2 separate regions of the Rattus norvegicus genome follow, and region 2 is linked to region 1. Evidence: chromatin contacts called from public Hi-C data. All regions are on one chromosome and are shown on one strand. Each heading gives the region's core, a stretch centred on a gene start, on an enhancer-like site or on the middle of the called end of the contact. The rest is flanking DNA. Distances are from core to core; before and after follow the strand shown. Region 1 holds the start of Nalf1 (NALCN channel auxiliary factor 1). Region 2 overlaps Nalf1 (NALCN channel auxiliary factor 1).

Evidence for each region. Hi-C and Micro-C count contacts between places; a contact is called where the count stands out from the background.
Region 2: a contact with region 1 is called in a Hi-C map of prefrontal cortex, with 8 times the contacts expected there. The contact joins the enhancer-like site here to the promoter of Nalf1 in region 1. A contact is called at or near these places in 2 of 12 Hi-C or Micro-C datasets (frontal cortex and prefrontal cortex).

What each region holds. Positions count from the first base shown.
Region 1 is chr16:86,413,895-86,420,769 of GRCr8, forward strand. It overlaps Nalf1 (NALCN channel auxiliary factor 1), which reads left to right and starts at 1,646. Exons shown (of 3, transcript NM_001402488.1): 1 at 1,646-2,734. The coding sequence starts at 1,793.
Region 2 is chr16:86,909,085-86,915,011 of GRCr8, forward strand. It overlaps Nalf1 (NALCN channel auxiliary factor 1), which reads left to right. Exons shown (of 3, transcript NM_001402488.1): 2 at 2,355-2,526. Among named protein-coding and RNA genes, the nearest start is that of Nalf1, 500 kb to the left of the region's middle. Within about 2 kb of position 1,882, at least 18 of the 93 cell types and tissues checked have an H3K27ac peak or open chromatin away from gene starts, as enhancers often do. A contact at or near this core is called in prefrontal cortex, where this site is marked.

The DNA.
Region 1 (6,875 bases), core at 396-2,895:
ACTGATGTTTGCCCCTGGCATCCCCACCCTGTCCGCCCCCACCCTGTCCACCGGAAATCAGGGGACCCCAGGTTTTCCCGGCGTGTGTCTGCTTTTTTCTTCTTGGAACTCCTAGAACCAACACTAAGGGGCACCAGAGCCTTGGACTGTAGCGCCAGTCTGGAGGGCGCTGCGGAAGTCCCGGTGCAGAGGCGCCCACCCGGCGGGGCTGGGCAGAAACAGTGAGAGGATGCCTCAGGGTCTAGGGGTCCTCTGCAGGAATCCTCCGAGATTTGGGCCCCCAAGCTCAATGCCGGTGGGGTGCACCGCAGTGCTGGTTCTTTCCCCCGGGCTGTGGAGACCTTTGGTTGTCGCTTACTTTGGAGGAGAAGACATGGTCAGACATGGAGTATAGTGTGGTCCTAGCTGCAGCTCACACACACATACACAGTGCCGAGAAAGCAGCACCATGCAGGTAGACACACAGACGCTCATACCCCGCATCCTTTCTGACCCATAAAACCGATTTAGGACAAAACCCGAATGCAGTGTAGCTCTCTAGAGACCCAAAGAGCATTCAGACTGAGTCTGCAAAGTCACCTCGCCCCTCCTCTAATCAGCCTCCGCTTGCAGAAGATTGTCAAGCGAGGGGACTGATACCCAGTCCCTGGTCCCCAACAGGGACCTCTTAGCCGCCCTCCGGTGTCTGGTACTTGTCCCTTGGACAGAGGGTTGGAGAAGCTGGAGACCCAGGACAGCAGCATTGGCCACTCGACCCACGTCCTGACTCCTAAATAAAAAGTGGGGAGGGATCGTAAACCCTAGGCAAAAGCCTAGGTGCCCAGGGCCCCGGAGGGGGCGGCGGTCAGCGGGACCCCAAGCCGCCACCCAGCGCGTCTTCGTCCTCCTCCCGGGGCTGAACCGCTGTCACTGCACCAGGATGGAGAGACCTCGGGGCGGGAGGAGATGACGCAAAATCCAGCGCTCCCCCCCAAAAAAGTGTGCCTCCAGGACGAAGATGGCGGCAACTTAGCCCGGGGGACTGAAGATGACTGTGGCCTCCGGAGGCCCAGAGCAGGCGACTCGGCCCCCGGCGGCGCCCGCGGGCAGACCTGCAGCGGCCGCGGCAACAGTCGGAGCGCGGGGTGGGGGGTGGGGGGGAGGGACAGCCCCGCCGGCGGCCGCCCAAGCTCGGGGCGCGGGGAGAGCCAGCGCGAAGTAGGCGCGGGAGGCGGAGGAGAAGCCAGCGACGGAGAGGAAGGAGGAGGAAGAGGAGGAGAAGAGGAGGAGGAGAGGAGGAGGGGAGGCGCTCCGGTCGCCGTCAGTGGGCAGCAGAGACGCGGCATGCCCCTGGCAGGGGAGAGCGGGCTGTCCTCAGCTGGGCCATGGGGACCCGCGCGCTGACAATGCCGGGGTGATAGGAGCAGCGCCAGCCACCCCGCCACCTCCACCACCATCACCTCCCGCACTCAGCCTCCCCACCGGCCAGCACAGCACCAGCCTCCGCGTCTCTCTCTCTCTCTCTCTCTCTCTCTCTCTCTCTCTCTCTCTCTCTTATTGTCTCCCACTCTTCAGGGGATGGGGTCGGCTGATGATTAGGTCGGAAGCAAGATCTTCCTCTAAAGTATGGTAATATTTATGTAGGCAGAGAGAGAGAGAGAGAGAGAGAGAGAGAGAGAGAGAGAGAGAGAGAGAGAGAAGAAACGGGAGGAGGGGATACGGAAATTAAACCCTTTAAGTCAATGCATATTGTGGTGACACCGGCACAGGAGCCCTCACGGTGGAGTCGGCCAGGGCTGTGCGTTCCCAAAATATGACCAGGGGTGCTTGGATGTGTCGGCAGTATGACGACGGCTTAAAAATCTGGTTGGCAGCACCCCGGGAGAACGAGAAACCGTTCATCGATTCAGAGCGGGCTCAGAAATGGCGACTGTCTCTGGCTTCTCTCTTGTTTTTCACAGTCCTGCTCTCTGATCACTTGTGGTTCTGCGCCGAGGCCAAGCTGACCCGGACCCGGGACAAAGAGCATCACCAACAGCAGCAGCAACAGCAGCAACAGCAGCAGCAGCAGCAGCAACAGCAGCAGCAACAGCAGCAGCGACAGCAGCAGCGGCAGCGACAGCAGCAGAGGCAGCGACAGCAGGAGCCCTCCTGGCCCGCGCTCCTGGCCAGCATGGGGGAGTCCTCGCCCGCCGCCCAGGCACACAGACTCCTCTCCGCCTCCTCGTCCCCCACCCTGCCCCCCTCCCCGGGAGGCGGCGGCGGCAGCAAGGGCAACCGAGGCAAGAACAACCGAAGCAGGGCTCTTTTTCTAGGAAACTCTGCCAAGCCGGTGTGGCGCCTAGAGACTTGTTACCCCCAGGGCGCCTCCTCCGGCCAGTGCTTCACGGTGGAGAGCGCGGACGCTGTGTGCGCCAGGAACTGGAGTCGGGGGGCGGCCGCGGGGGAGGAGCAGTCGTCCAGGGGCTCGCGGCCAACTCCGTTGTGGAACTTGTCGGATTTTTACCTTTCGTTTTGTAATTCCTACACACTTTGGGAGTTGTTCTCGGGGCTGTCCAGCCCCAGTACTTTGAACTGCAGTCTGGACGTGGTGCTCACGGAGGGCGGTGAGATGACCACGTGTAGACAGTGCATCGAGGCTTACCAGGACTACGACCACCACGCTCAGGAGAAGTACGAAGAGTTTGAAAGCGTGCTGCATAAGTACTTACAGTCGGATGAGTACTCGGTGAAGTCCTGTCCTGAGGACTGCAAGGTAGGCACAGTGGGTTCCTTTCCCCTCCGCTGCGGCTTCTTCATGACTGATTCGTTTATCTGGTTCCGGTTTTGTAAGTTTAGTCATTGTTTATCTGGCTATCAGAACTCGACTTTCTGAAAGATTTGGGACATTTGGTGGGTTGCTGCTGGGCTGCTGCCTTCTTTCCAGCGCCCTTGGCAATCAGGGAAAGTCCATCTTCCAAGATAACAAAGTCAAGTCTTGGCAGTTGGCTCATACTTTTACTGCTCGTTAGGAAAACAGAGAGGGGACCAACGCACGCAGGTAGCCAGAAAGGATCTTGTAGTGAATCTGCCCACATTATCTCTCCACTTCTAACATAACGAGGTTGGTTGGCCGGAGGAATCAGACAAAGTGTAGCTGTTGGTGTAGGGGGAAGACAGCCAAATGTACACATCTTATGGGCTAGCTCTTGTTCTTCAGTAAGTCTGAAGGCCTGTTCTCGTGAAGCTTCCCGTTTTCTCCTAGAAATCTGTGTAGTATTGGCCTGGGTGTCATCTGACTAGATGGTTGCAATTAGCTATCTATTAATGATTCTCAATGTTAAACTGGTAATCATACACCTTACGTAATTGCCTTTTATATTTTTTTGCATACTCTGAAGAAATAGTAAATGTCACATCTTTGATGCTACGAGTTAAAATTCGGGGAAACAATTAATTGTATTCTAGTCAACAAGGACTGTGGTGACCTTGTTGATTAGCAAAGGGGAAGTCTAAGCAAGTTTCTTGGAAATGGTGCATGCATCCCTTAGCTGCTGGCGGTGCCGCTGTCCGTGGTGCTGAAACGGGGCTTGTCCAAGAGAGGCCTAAAGATGAAGAAGCTGCAGTGACCTTTAGCTGGGAAGATATGAGGACAGGATCTCTGTAGGTGTGGGTGTTAGCTTTTCAAAGCAATTCACACACACACACACACACACACACACACACACACACACACACACAAGAAAATTGTATTGTTGTTTCAAAAGAAATTTGACAAATAACTTTTTCCTTTCCGACTTCCCCAACACCCAGCCTTCCAGAGGGCCTCCTACACTTGCTTTCTGTGGAGGAGGGGATCAAGGGTCATACAGATCAAAGGAGTGTGATGCTTAACGCGGATCTTATTTGAAGCCATAGAGCTCAACTACAAGCCACGCCTTACAGTTTATCTAAACTTAAGCTGGCCTTGCTTATGGGTTTTCTTTCTTTCCTTTTTTTTTTTTTTTTTTTTTTTTTTTAGATCAGAAACTTGGGCTGCAATTAAAAATAGTCTATCACATTGATGAAAATTTTATTTCAGTGGATAAGCCAACACTTATGATCTCTATATATGGTTTAAAAATTCCTGCAATTCATTCCTAGGAAGAAAAATCAACCCTAATGATAGAAACTAACAGCGAATGACTAATGCATATACTAAACTGATATTTATCCCGATAGGATTGTTGCATACAACATTAAGATAAGGAAATGATGGATAATTCTACTACTAGTAAAAAATATGGCATAGATTTCCAACACTTTACAGTTAGGAGCCATGATAAAAATTTGACTTTGCATGCTCCCTTGACTGTAAGCTCTCATTGACACGTCTCGTAATTTTAATTTGATTAACTCAGTATCTGAAAGAGAGTCTGTGCTGTCAGTGGAGTGGAGTCATTCCCTACCTCAGAGGAAGCGTCCAAATACATCAAGTGTTTCTCTTTCTCTTTATCCAAATCAATTCTCAACATGGACTCTATATCATCATAATGGAAACAGTGACTGTAAATATTTCATGATGCTATGGGGTACTCTAAGGTTATACTTACATTTTTGGATAAAGTAGAATTTGCTAACACTATAAATACTTAACTTTTAAAAACCATCTCTCTTTCCACTGAAAAGTAAACATAAATGCTTATATTTCTCGGTGCAGCAGAATTTATTACCTGTGATGCCCTGGTGTCTTGTATTCAATTCTTGGTGGTAGAGACATGGCAAATTACTTTTGCCAGTAGGATATAATAATCTCATAATAGATGGTTTTAAAAAAATATATGGATTTAAGTTGAAAGCATTAGCATAGTTGGTTTAAGGTAAGTGAACTAATGGTTATGCATAGAAAATGACATGTGTATATTTCCTGAGTTTAATGAATAATTTTCTCTGATTCTGAAAAAGCCATATATATACACTTTAATGCAAAGTATGAAAGATGCTTTAAAGTGATTGCTGATTTTGAAGATTATTACTGAATTTCTAAAAACTTTTTTTTATTTCAATGCAATTGCAATTGCACAATGACTACAGTCAGGATCTTTCCTCAAATTCATGCAAAAATCCCCCCTTTTGGCAGCTACAAAGCCAGAGAGAGGCTAGAAGAATAGGCTATCTAAAAGGGCTAGTTAGAAGTAAACATATTATGTCTCCAAGGTTACTAACGTCCTCATAAAATGCAGTTCAATGGTTCATAAATATATTTATTATAGATAAGATACATAACATCCCATTAGCAGTATAAATTACTGGTATTTACATTTTAGGAGAAACATGTAACTTTTTAACTGACTTGCAGCAATGACATCTAGCTTTTTGAAGTTAAGATATATTATTGAATTTAGTTTCATAGTCTCTTCCCCATTAGAAATGAACTCTATAAAATAAGAGAGGTTTAAACTAAAATCCGATGTAAATTTCTTAAGGAGGTTTTATTTGGGGTAGGGGGAGGACCAGTTTGGACCCGTTATGCCTTTTAAAAGTCTGTCAGTCACATTTCGTATGACTGAACAGTGAACACCACAGTGTGTCTTAGGAACTATGTCACTGGAGAGGATGAGGCAGAAGGAATTGAATTCCAGACCAGGCCACATGGCTGTGAAGTAACTTCTGGTTTGTTTTTATTTCTTTAAGTTTCTTTGTCCTGAGTTCATCATAAGCAGAGGTCAAATAGAGCCATTTTACTTGAGAAAACTCTTGTAACATATGGAAAAATATGTACTCTGGTGTACTGCTTTTTAAATCATTGTGATAAATGGCTTATTATCTTTTATTAAAAAAAGCAAATATTTGGGGCTGGGGATTTAGCTCAGTGGTAGACCGCTTACCTAGGAAGCGCAAGGCCCTGGGTTCGGTCCCCAGCTCCGAAAAAAAGAACCAAAAAAAAAAAAAGCAAATATTTGCATCTATGAAGAAATGTGCAAAACATGTAAATATGTAACTCATTACCATTTAAGGTTCTGCATTATATAAATTAGGTAGCGGAAGCTTTGGGTAATATCCCCCATTGTTTATTGCGTTATTAAAAAAAAACAGTGTCTTCAGCCTATAAGAAGAATCTGATAAATGTGTCAAAATCTTCAACTTGGACATTATAAAAAAAATGACATTTTCCAAGAGCCAATTTACAAATACGTATAATTTTCATGCTTGGCTTTTACAAGTTTTTCTCTTCTTATCACAGTTTTAAGTTAGACCATGAGCATTCTAGAAAATGTATCCTACGTATGAGAGGTTTGCGGTTACATATATTTTGTGCTACCTGTAAGTGTTTGCTGCATTACTTACCTATGTGCCTTCAGATACTTGATGAAAGAACATATATTTGAGATCGAATTCTAGCATAGGGCATGGCAAAATCTAAAGGTCAGTTATATCTGTGTAAATTGTCATCTTCAGGACCCTAAGAGTGCGTGAGCTCTCATTGTTTTATTTTTATGACATCATATTATGCGTGTTAATTGCTGGCATTTAGCAGGCACAGGCTACACGTGACGCCATGCATGTCAACGACTCGAAGTTTCCCTAATACTTTAGATTTTCTTTTCCACTCCCAGTTGCTCACAGTACCACCCATTTTTGAAATCACAGAGTTTGGGTTATGGGCTGTGGATTTTGACACAGGTGAGCCGACGAAACAGTCCCTGTGGTAACTAAAGTTCATTGTCAACGTGACACACCTGGTTAGAGAGACCCTCAACTGAAGAATTTCCTCCAGCATATTGGCCTTTGGGTATGACTGCCAGGCATTTTCTTGATTGGTAACTGATGTAGGAGGGCCCGGTCCAGTTTGAGGTGCCATCCAGGTGGGTTTAGGGTGTGTTAGAAAGAGCCAGATTGTGAGTCTGGATGCTAGCCAGTAAGCAATGATCCTCCAC
Region 2 (5,927 bases), core at 632-3,131, 500 kb after region 1:
GGAAGGATGCAAAGGATACCCCCATGTCACAAAATGCTTCACTAAATGTCACCCCATGGTCTGTGGGTGGAGAGGGGACATATATGGTTATAACTTGACACTGAGACTTACAGATCCGAAGGAATATAAAAGCTGCCTGAGGGTATAGCTCAGTTGGTAACATGCTTGCCTAACATGCACAAGGCCCTGGGTTCTATCCCCGGCACAGCACAACTGGGTATGCTGCCATGCTGCAAGTCCAGAGACATGGAGACGAGGGGATCATCCTTGATAATACAGTGATTTCAAGGCCAGCCTGACATTCTGTCTTAAGTTTAAAAAAAAAAAAAAAAAGAGGTTGACAGCCAGTTGAGCAGGACTGGAAACAGATCGTACAGTGGTGACTATGGGATACCTGGGGTGTTTTAGCATGTGTAGGAATAGTTCTTCAAGTAAAACAAACCACTGTAGTCTTTAGAGTCCCAGAAATATGTAATGAGGGCTTTCTTTAGCATGCGGTTTTATCCTTAGCCAGTATATACAAACATGTCCACTTGCTTCTAACACCTAGCAAAGGGACCTAAGCCAGAAATCACAAAGTGGCTCGAATAGGGCACTCAGACACCACCGCTCCACTGACACCATAAATGCTGTACCCGTGTCAGATTTTGTCACACTTGGTTAGGTTGGTCAAAAAGCATCTACCACCAAAGCTTTACCCCAAAGCCCAGTTCAGACATCACTTCTCCTTTTCTTCTTCTGAAACTAATGTTTCTGTCCCTTTGTCTGTGGCACTAGCTGGTCTACCCGGACACCTACCACCCTGGGAACCCACGTCCTACCTGGACTTCCCAGCTGAAAGACAAGGTTTCTCAGCAGTCTCCTTAGTCATTGTTATGTTAGGAGTCACCCAAAACCCCACGCAAACAGGCATAAGGTGACCAGAATGATGGTGGATCATTATTGACTACTAGAAAAGCTACTTGTATCATCTATATTTATTAATGGACCTCATATTCATTTTTTGCCACCTTTAGAGACTTTCTATTCAAAGAATAAAACTTAAATCTTTATGAAACTGACAAGAGATTGTAAGATAACCCCAGAACAAACGATCAGCTTATAATAAATGATGGATGAGGTATGTGAGGCAAGTCGTTTACAGCTGTCTGAAAACCCTGTTGTGGGCCGTATGCTTTTGAAAGCATTTTCTGACCAAGCACAGCATAACCATTTAAGACAAAAGTTGGGAAATCTACATATTTGGGCTTCAAGTTCTGAAAATTCCCATTTACGTACATACATACTAGTCTTGAGAAAGACGTGATCAGTCAATATATTCTAAATGTATGCTGAGAATCGGGGCTGAAAAAAAAATAGTAACCCGCTTGGGAAAAATACGTAAGTTTGTTAATTACTTTTCATTTTCATTCTGTTTTATGTTTTCTTCATGCACATTTATTGCTAAGCCGTCTGCTTTTCAAGGTAGTATGTGATGGATGAAATGTTAACTTAATAGGACTATTTACCCCTGGAAACGAGCAGAATCTCGTTCCTAAAGACCTGGAAAGAAACTGAATTTCACTGATCTATGCTGCTTTGTGCTTTGTTTAAATTCAGACTTAGTTTATTTCACATTGCGGGGCGGGGGTGAATCGTCAATGCCTACTTCTCCCATAATCACACAGAGAAAGATCAGTGAAATCCACACGCCCTTAAAGCTCATCAATGCTTAGCAAAGACAGATTGCACTGGGTCAAAGGTCAACTGCTGGACACTGGTGGAGGGACCATTCTTCTAATCAAACGGAGCAGGTTACGTCTGATCTGTACTGAGTGTTTTCCGTTTTCGGTGAGGTTTTCAGTGCAGTCCCTGTGAGTCACGGATGCAAACACCCATTTCATGTTGCTGTGTGCAGTGAGGAAAGCAAGCTGCAACCAGCCCACGTGCTTTTTGCACCCTTGCAGGAGTCCTTGCAAAGCGCTTCGCGCGCGCCATCTAGTGCCCAATCGAGGTACGAGAGGTGGGAAAACTAGGGAAGCAACTGGATCTCCCTGGCCACTGCACTGAATTACATTATCCTCTGGGGGCGCGGTGGAGGGGGGGTGATTTGTTTTATATATCACTGGATCCTGAAAACCTTCGAATCTGCTGAGGTCCACCGTTTTCCAACAGTGCTTTATATTAAATACCTTTTCCATTCTCCATAGGCAGGTACTCATTAGCAGCATTCTTAACGCGTGGCGCTGTAAACAACACTACCCCAGAGTTGTCTATGACCCATGAAGCATGCTCTCCCAGCCCAGCCGCATCCTTACAAGAGACCTGTGTAGCATTCCCTCCACATCTCTGATTCTTCTCTCTTTGCTTTTCAGATTGTCTACAAAGCCTGGCTCTGCTCCCAGTATTTTGAAGTCACACAGTTTAACTGCAGAAAGACCATTCCTTGCAAGCAATATTGTTTGGAGGTGCAGACGAGGTGTCCGTTCATATTGCCCGACAATGACGAAGTCATTTACGGAGGCCTCTCCAGCTTCATCTGCACAGGTACAGGTTGGGTGGGGCCCTCCTTTGATCTCCATCGATTTGTTGTTTCCTTCGGTTCCCCTAGCCTTGAGACTGCACAAAGGTATTTTTATGTGGCCTCCTGAGATCTGAAAATCCCCTCAAACTGGTTTAAACAAGGGCCGATGTCGCCACCACAGAGCTGTGCTGCAACTGAGGCTCTCTGTGAATGTGTCCTGAGGATAGTTGCAGGGGAAAGGGGGAAATATTAACAACTCCTGTGTATCTTGTGATAAATGTTTTCACTTTATCCAATCAGTATGAAGACAAAAAGAAATGTCAGCCTGGGTCACAAAGGGCACATTGGTGCATAAGGGGCCAGGACAGGTGATTTTTATGTTTTTTGATAACAAATCTCCCTTTTTGGTAAAGAACTGAGACAGGCAGGATGTCAACAGCAGCTCTGGTGTCCAGAAATCCATGAGCGCTATGTAAGTTTAGGCAGATAGAGAATACAGGGTCAAAGCTAAGAACAGACTCACCTGACAGGCCATCAGTGGGGAGAGCACCTTTACAGCACTCTGCTGATGCTCTGGAATTCACAGGGGGAGGGAAGACCCAAATTTTAAAATCAATTTACTCGATTTATAGCATGCTTAACTATTGAATTTTAAACATAAAAATAAGTCTGGGGAAACAAGAAAATTCTCTGTGTATATTGGGCTTTTAAAAGCTCCACTAATAATCTCAGGGTCATGGGTTCGAGCCCCACGTTAGGCGCAAGTGGTTTTGGTAACAATCCAATCTTATATCATTACAGCATAATGTGTCACTATAAAAGCTCCACTAAATGCTGGCTGACCAATTCAGTCAGCCATGTGACTGAATGCATCGGCTGTAAGTCCTGAATTCCAGAGTTCAGTGTCTGGGCCAGAACCCAGTTGTCCATGCTGTCTTCTGACCTCTACATGCATGCTGTGGTACATTCATACACACATACAAAATAAATAAAGATAAATGAATATAATAAAAAGGTAAGGGTCTAGAGAGATAGTTCAGCAGTTAAGAACACTTGTTTATGCAGAGGACCATGGGTTGTTTCCCAGCACACACATGGTGGCTCACAACTATCTATAACTCTGCTCCCGGGGAATCCAATGCCTGCTTCTGACCTCTGCTGTACAAGGTGTGCATGGGTGCACAGAAATACATGCAGACAAAACACCATATACCATAAATAGATAAAATAAGGACAAGTTGAAATGTTCACTGTGACTGTGTATCCAGTGGTTATCGCTCATTGTAACAATGTATCGAGTGGTGTACAGGCCCTCACTGTTCAGTGTAACAAACTATCAAGATATAGTGAGTGCCCTGAGAGCCAGCCCTGAGGAACAGCAGGGCATTACTCCTATCACACAACCTGGCTTTTCACTGGTGAATCATAGGAACTGTCGCCAGCCCAGGACACCATACATGCTGTAAGGATATAGATGAGGGAAAAGTACAGGGTTGGCAAGAGGAGAGAGCAGGGTCAGGGGCAGGGGGAAGGGGCTGGCTGGGATGAAGAAGAGGAGAGAGCTGGGTACAGGGAGAGGGATTGGGATAAAGAAGGAGAGGAGAGTGTGAAAGAAGGGGAAAGAGGAATATGAAGGGTAGAATTAAGAAGGGATAGCAAGAAGAGGAAGAAGAGAGAAGAGAGCAAAAGAAGAAGGGGAAGGAAGGATTCAAGGGGAAAGGAGGTGCTAAGTAAAGAAAGAGAAGGAAACATTCTCAGAAGGATGAATGAAAAAGAAAAAAATATTATTTCACCAGAAATTATGTTGACCTTCCCATAGATGTTTCCATAACTGACTGTAAAAAAATGAAAGCATGCGTCTAAAAGTCTAAACTTCAAGGGAACTGTGCAGCATGCCCCCATGGCATGTGGTTCTTCCAGACTGGTCAGCAGGGCCCCCACCAAGAACCCAGAAGACAAAAGCCCTAAGGAAGATTTGCAGTTCATGACCTTCATCATCGTTTAGCGTCTACCTGTGTTTGCAGAGTTCTTCTCTCTAGATGCTTTCAAGGCTACTGGGACACAAAGGGCTAGCACAAGTGTCTTCTGCACCCAAAGGCTTATGGGCAACTTGGATTTTAGCTGTTATAGGTTTTGTAAAATCTGCGTGTGTGTAGTTATAGTGACATCTCTAAGGAAAGGTGACAGAAAGAGAAATCTGTCACTTGCCCAGAAGACAATGCCAGCTCCATGAGGACTTCAGAGTCACCTGGTGCCTGTCTGTGGATGGCTTTCTGTGGGCTTTGTGACCCTTATGCTACTAAGCTCAGAGCTCTAAAGTTGGATTTTTGTGAACTTACACAGCAGGAAGAGTCATGGCTCTCTTCTGGGGTGGGACAAGGCTTTGGGGAAGACTGTGTCCAGGCTGTCATCCGTACCCGAGGTTGCAGAGTTCAAATTGAGTTGCATAGCAGGAGCTTTGCTGAATTGATTTGCTCACCTTGCTATCTGGCAGTGTGACTGAGAGTTCTAGACACTACCAAAAACAGACTGCATCTCAGGAAAAGCAAGAAACCTAGACCGCTACAGAAGCTCAATGAGCCCAGGCTGGACTTCCTTCTGGAAGAGCAGCCTGCTGGAACTCTTCCCAAGACAGCTCAAATGCTTGCCGAACCCCCATGCTGACAAGGACATAGAGCCACATGCCACCTTGGAGTGAATGTGAGTCAGTCAGATTCCTCTATATGCTGTGAGAGAAAGGTTTTCTAAACTCAGAAGAGAACAAGCTCAACAGAGAGGTGATGCATGACCTCCTTCCTGTGGCCGAAGGTTTGTCATGGCCACCTGGATGGTCCCTCACAGCAGACATACAGGAAGACATATAGCACAGGGCCCAGGACAAGCATTAAACAAGCCTGTCTATAAAATGAATCTACCATCCAAGTTGGTCAGAACTTTTGCTCCTTCATTCCGGTCTTTAGAAACAAAAGTAGTAAATAAGGTTATTTTAACCCATAGATTGAAAACTACAGACATGTATCATTAAGAATTAAAAGAATCTAAGTTCTGCTCACAAGATGGCACTCGGACCTAGCACCGTTATTAGACTAAGAACAGGAGACTGGGCAGGCCACCGATGCTGGAAGAACCCACCACCATCACTCTGACGAATGGACATTGTATTAAATAGAATCCTGGTGGTTAATCATTACACCTGCAGTTAGTGGTGCTCTCAACCCTCACCAGGGAGCTTCTATTTGCAGTTAACACAGAGATCCACAACCAGCCAAGGTGCAGAGAACAGGAGACTGGGGAATGCTCAGCCGTAAACACACACACACACACACACACACACACACGCAGACACACATACACACTCATACACACTCATATACACACACATATACACACACGCAGACACACATACACACTCATACACACACTC